Linked DNA regions of Capra hircus: region 1 is linked to region 2. The links are chromatin contacts, called in public Hi-C maps. All regions are on one chromosome and are shown on one strand. Each heading gives the region's core, a stretch centred on a gene start, on an enhancer-like site or on the middle of the called end of the contact. The rest is flanking DNA. Distances are from core to core; before and after follow the strand shown.

Region 1 (2,700 bases), core at 192-2,691, 69 kb before region 2:
CAGTTGCTAGGTTTTAACCTCCATTTGTGCGAGATAACTAATCTGCCACTTGAGGCTGGAACCCAGCCCTTGGACTGTTTGGATCCCTGCACAGCCTTGCACTGACTGTGTGTGTTAGTCGCTCAGTCATGTCCAACTCTTTGAGACCCCATGGACTGTAGCCTGCCGGGCTCCTCTGTCCATGGAGTTCTTCAGGCAAGAATACTGGAGTGGGTTGCCCTTCTCCCTGACCCAGTGGATCTTCCCTACCCAGGGATCGAGCCCAGGTCTCCTGCACTGCAGTTGGACTCTTTACCTTCTGAGCCACCAGAGAAGCCTTGCACTGAGTAAATACTCAATGAACATTTATGGCTCACAATCTACTGACACTTCTGTTTCTGCAGTGATCTCTGGGAGCCTTGCTTCTCAGACCAGCATCAGCACCACTTGGGAGCTTGTAGGAAATATAGAATCCCAGGCCCCACACAGACCTCCTCAGTCAGAATCTGCAGTTTAATAAGGTCTCGCAGAAATTTGGATACGTGGGAAAGCTTGAGAAGCACTTCTGGTGAGTAGGATAACTAGAGGAAGTGTGGTAAGTGGGAAGTGAGCCAGGGGGCAAGCCCAGATGTATATAGAGGGCTCACTGCAGGGAGGGGAGGTGTTATCCCTTAAGAGTGCTGCTCACCCTGAGTCACAGAGTCTTGAGAAGAGAAGGGACCAGTAATAAAGCTCTTAGTGGGTATTTTCTATGTCCCGGACACTGGTTTCTCCACCTTTTATATCCAGTAACTAATTCAGTGTTCACAATAGTCCTATAAAGTGGGATCACTGTGTCCTTACAGAAGATAGAGAAACCGAGGTGAGGGTGAGATTGTTCCAGAATCTTCAGCAGGTACACACATTTGCTGTACCTGGTGTTTAGGGCAGGATCTGTTCTGATTGGTCGCTGCCTGTCCTACTGGTTATTCAATGTTTTGAGCGTCGCCCTGGTTACACAGCTGGATGGAGGAGGCAGGATCCAAACCAGCCCTCTGGTGCTGGAGCCACGCCCCAAACCAGGATCCTCTATCCATCTAGGGCCGTCACCACCCAGAAACAGCACACCTCAGGGACGAGTAATGTGTGTCAAAGTGCTATGTAAGCTGTAAAGCACAGTGTAAATGCCAAATGGATTCCTCCGGGACAGAAGTGAGAGGAGCCTGTTAAAAATGGAGAAGCAGGGCTGTGAGAAGGCAGACCAGAGGCTGCTGCGGCGAAGCAGAATTCTCTCTGGTTGCTCAACGGGGTAGCTGAAGCAAGATGGAAAAGCCTCCCTGAGTGGAGCCCCAGGATCAGCCCATGGAAGCTGTAAATTGCCAGAGGCCCCATCAGGCACCAAAAGCAGGGTAGCCCGCGTGAGTCCTCCTGGAATAACCGAGCCCTCCCGATATTTACCACGAGGGGGCGCTGCTCCCCAGCCTACGTCCCACTGGACCCCACCTGCTCGCAGGAAATTAGGCCTTGGAAGGAGTCCTGGTGAGCAAGCTCCAGGGGCTTTGAGAAGTGGAAAAGGCAGGCAGGATGGAGGGAGCCTACGGAGGAGCTCTTGTTCCCACTTTACAGATGAGGAATCTGAGGTCCAGAGATGTCGGATCAGATCCCCCAAACCAGGAAGTTAGGGAGAGGCCGGGTCTTGGTCATTTGATTCCAACCTCAGTTCCCAAGGAGACCACAAGTGGCTGCCAGCTCCTCTGACCCTGTCCTGTCGCTGGTGTGCCTGTATTCTGTATTCTGGGAGGTGGCTGGAACTCCCAGCACAACTGTATTCCCACAATTCCAACAGCCAGACCTCAGAAAGACAGCCCTGTTCCTGAGTTTTTTGAGGTGGTGGGCTCCCTGCCCTCCGGGCTTCAAGAACCCCAACCTGCCACTCCAACCTAGCAGCCTCCCCACTCAGGCAGAACCTGAAGTCTCTTCTCCAGAATCTGGCTCTGGGCCCCCCAGAATTATGTCCTCTTCCACGCCCCCTCCCCACCCAGGGACCCCCATGAGTTCACGTTTGCACCCTGGCGCCCCACTGCAGGCAGAAGCACAAACAAGGGGACGTTTGAGCCTGTGGCTGGGGCCAAATCAGGCAACAAGGTTTTTATTCCTCCGCTCCCACCAACTCCTTTTATGGTCTCTGGGTCCAGTTCCTCCTTCATAATAAGTCGTTAACTGGAAAGGCCTCAGAAGTCACTGAGCCCGACTCCAGCCAACACTTTCCTTTTCTAAAGAGAAAAAAAAGTCTTTATGCCTCCCCGTCTCCAGGAGGGTTCCTAAGACCAGGACCGGCAGGCAGCATCCTGAATGGGAGGGAAACTCTAGCCCTGAGATGGGATCCTGGCACACACTTGTAAAGTAGGGGGAAGGGGGGACCCTAACCTCGGCGTCAGATTCGGTCCTCACCTCTAGCTCCTGAGGTTCTGTCACCGGCCCTGGGGGCCGCCAAAGGAGCATCTAATCCGCCCCGCCCGGTAGGACGCTTTCCTTCCCTCTGTCCTGGGAGCCGGAGTCAGCTCGCGTGTCAGGGAGCACGTGCGTGTATATGATCATGTGTGTACAGAGGCGTGTGAGCCGCCGCACACGCGTCCGCGCCCTGGCCTGGGGGTGGGGGGGGAGGTGTCTGTGCGCGCCCCCTAGGGGCCGGCCACCACCCGCTGCCGCAGCTGCCCAGTGGCCGTGTACAGTCCGCGTGTA
Region 2 (2,700 bases), core at 139-2,638:
GTCCCTCCTCCGCGATCCCAGACTCCGGGTTTTCTCCATTCCCAAACTGGCGGCCCCCAAGAGACAGACAGAGGAACCTGCCAATGGCAGGACGCAAAGCGTCAACTTTGTGTTCGCCCGCCACTCTCAGCCAGTGTGCGATCGCTTCTCCCGAGTCCCGCCTTCCGTGTCGGGCGCCCCCTTCTGGCAACACGAGGCTGAACACTATCTGTCGCCATCTTGTGTGTGGCACAGGTATTTTTTTTCTCTCGAACGTCTTTGCACTCACTTCGATCTTTCCTGCCACAAAGCCGGTGTCTCAGCTCGACAGTCAAGTGCGATGGCAATAAGAAGAGGGTCGCCTACGGTTTTTGGATCGTCCGAGTGGGTTGGGTCGCCACGTCACGACACGCTCGCCGAGCCCAGCGCCATCTTGAGTGTGGCGTCCAGATGGTTCCCTTCGGGCTCCGCGTGTTCTCTAAATGGCGCCCAAAACTTCAAGGAGCCCCCAAGGACTAGCCCACCCGGTCTGAGGGACGATTACTTCCCCTCGAATAACCTAGCAAGGAGATGTTCAAGTGCCCTTCACAGAGCTTTAAGTGGGGCAGGAGAGCGACACTCGAAGGCCGGGTTCTAGAAGCATCCCAGTAGTTGTCGCGACGGCAGTGACCGCTCGGGGCAGGCGCAAACCAGAACCCTTAAGTGCGGGCACCCGCTGTGTGTTGCGACGCCCGTGGGCTGTTCAGCTCGACGACAGAGCCCATACCGGCCCTCGAGTCCCCTCTGTGCACGAATACCCCCAATGTGAATGCTTGGCACGAAGCCCACTCGTCGGCTGGCTTTGGCGGCGGGCGCCTAGGCTGGGTAGTGGGCGAAGGGGTCACCTGCCCAAAGACTCGGGGCACCCTGAACTAGACGCGGATAGAGGACGTAGGGGGTGGCCCAGGTACGCGGGTCTCGGCCTCACGCCCTCTTCGCTCGTCGTGGGGCTTTCCACCGACTTGCGCTGGGAAAATTCGTGGTGGAACGTGCCAAGCCGCGGGGGTGGAGGGGTGAGCATCCCCGGGCACTACACAGGGCACCGCCCGGGGCGAGCACAGCCCAGCACCCGGCCTGCCCCTCCCCCTCGCTGGCAGCCGTCGTACGGGCCAGCCGCCTCCTCCTCCTCCTCTTCTTCCCTACCCCCCTCCTTCCGAGCATCCGCGGGGAGGGGTGAGGATGGAGTATGGGGAAGGTGGGGGCTGGGCGGGCAGCTTTGCCGCGCTTTGGCTTTCTGCGTCAGCAGCACCGAGCAAAACAGCGGCGGGAGCGCGCGCCCTGAAAGCGAGCGCGCGCCCCTCCCCCCGCGGCGTCGGGCAGCCGACACCCGGCAAACTCAGACCCCGAATGACAGGGCGGCCAGCGACTGCGCAGCACGGACGCACCAAGGCACTGCCGCTTTAAGCATGCTTGCCCATTGTTCGGAATCGAGCCAATGAGCGAGCGCCCGCTCCCTGCCCGCAGCCAATGGCGTTCGGGCAAAGGAGGCCGAGCGCCGCCCACTAATCTATATTAAAGGTTCTGGCGCCGCGTGAGTTCCCCACTGGCTGCTCTGAAAAGCCATCTTTGCATTGTTCCTGTCTCCGGCTTCCCCGATCGCCGCAGCCACCTCCGCCGCGCGCCATCTCCGCCGCCGCGGACTCCGGCAGCTTTACCGCCAGAGTCCTCGAACTCCCGCTTTTCTTCTCAGTCCGTTGCATCGGATCACCGGAGTGCCCCATCATGTCAGACGCGGCCGTGGACACCAGCTCCGAGATCACCACCAAGGTGAGGTTAGACGCCGCCCGCCCGCCCTTTTGGGGTCCGCGCGCCGCTACTGCCGGAGCGGTGTTTAGCGCGCCGCACCCGGTTCTGCCCCGAGCCCGCTGTTACTCCCATTCGCTGCGGAGCCCGCCCGCTCCCGGCCTAGGCTACTAGGTAGCCCACTCTTTGTGCGCGTGCGGGGGAGGGGGCGGGAAGCGCCGTGGGCAAACGTGATGGCCATCCGGGAGTGACCTGAGGGCCCTCAGGGACCCGGAGATGCGAGTGCGGAGGCCAACAGGCTCGAGGGGAGGCTGCTGAACGGGCTCCCGAAACTTGTTTGTGACTCTTAGGAGTGGCGGCCGGAGGATAGGGGCCAGGCTATGGGGTCGTCGGCCCACGGGGCGCGCTGAGATAACTTTGAAACTGGAGCGCTTTTGGAATCGGAACTGCCGGCGTTGGGGGGGGCCCGCGTGTGCGGGCGCGGACCGGCTGTGGGAAGTGGCGGCTCCGTGGCGAGCGCCCGTCCGCGGCGCTGCTCTTTGTTAGGCGCCGGGCGGCCGAGTTTTCGCGCCTTGTAGTGGATCCGAAGAGGTTTATCTGGGCTAGGCTCCGATAAGGCGGAGTGGGGCGGCGGGGCCGCGGTGTAGGTTGTCTTGCCGCGGAGGTGTGAAGGTCTCCTCCGCTCTGGCTGCCCTCGGGGAGGGGAGGTTGGTTTCCCGGGGTGTGGAGGAGTGTGCCAGGAGCAGCCGCCCGGCCTCAGTAATTCACCAGCGGTACCAGGCATCGCTGAGGAGGCGGCGAGCCCACGCGCCTGAGGGGAGGAAACGGAAAGTGAAGGATCGGCGCGCCGGGGCGACGATGGGCGCCCCTCGCGGCTGCCCGGGGGCACCGAGTGTGCGGCTGCTTCGGGGACTACGCGGGCGAACAAAAGCTGCGGCC

The links. A called contact is a pair of places that touch in the nucleus more often than the background predicts.
Region 1: a Hi-C map of blood shows a contact between it and region 2, with 3 times the contacts expected there. The contact joins the enhancer-like site here to the promoter of PTMA in region 2. A contact is called at or near these places in 2 of 5 Hi-C or Micro-C datasets (both in blood).

Annotation. Positions count from the first base shown.
Region 1 is chr2:16,379,357-16,382,056 of ARS1.2, reverse strand. The region is part of intron 2 of LOC106503414 (a long non-coding RNA gene); the gene reads left to right. Among named protein-coding and RNA genes, the nearest start is that of C2H2orf57, 13 kb to the left of the region's middle. Within about 2 kb of position 1,441, at least 4 of the 5 cell types and tissues checked have an H3K27ac peak or open chromatin away from gene starts, as enhancers often do.
Region 2 is chr2:16,310,286-16,312,985 of ARS1.2, reverse strand. PTMA (prothymosin alpha) reads left to right here and starts at 1,388. Exons shown (of 5, transcript XM_018058366.1): 1 at 1,388-1,785. The coding sequence starts at 1,741.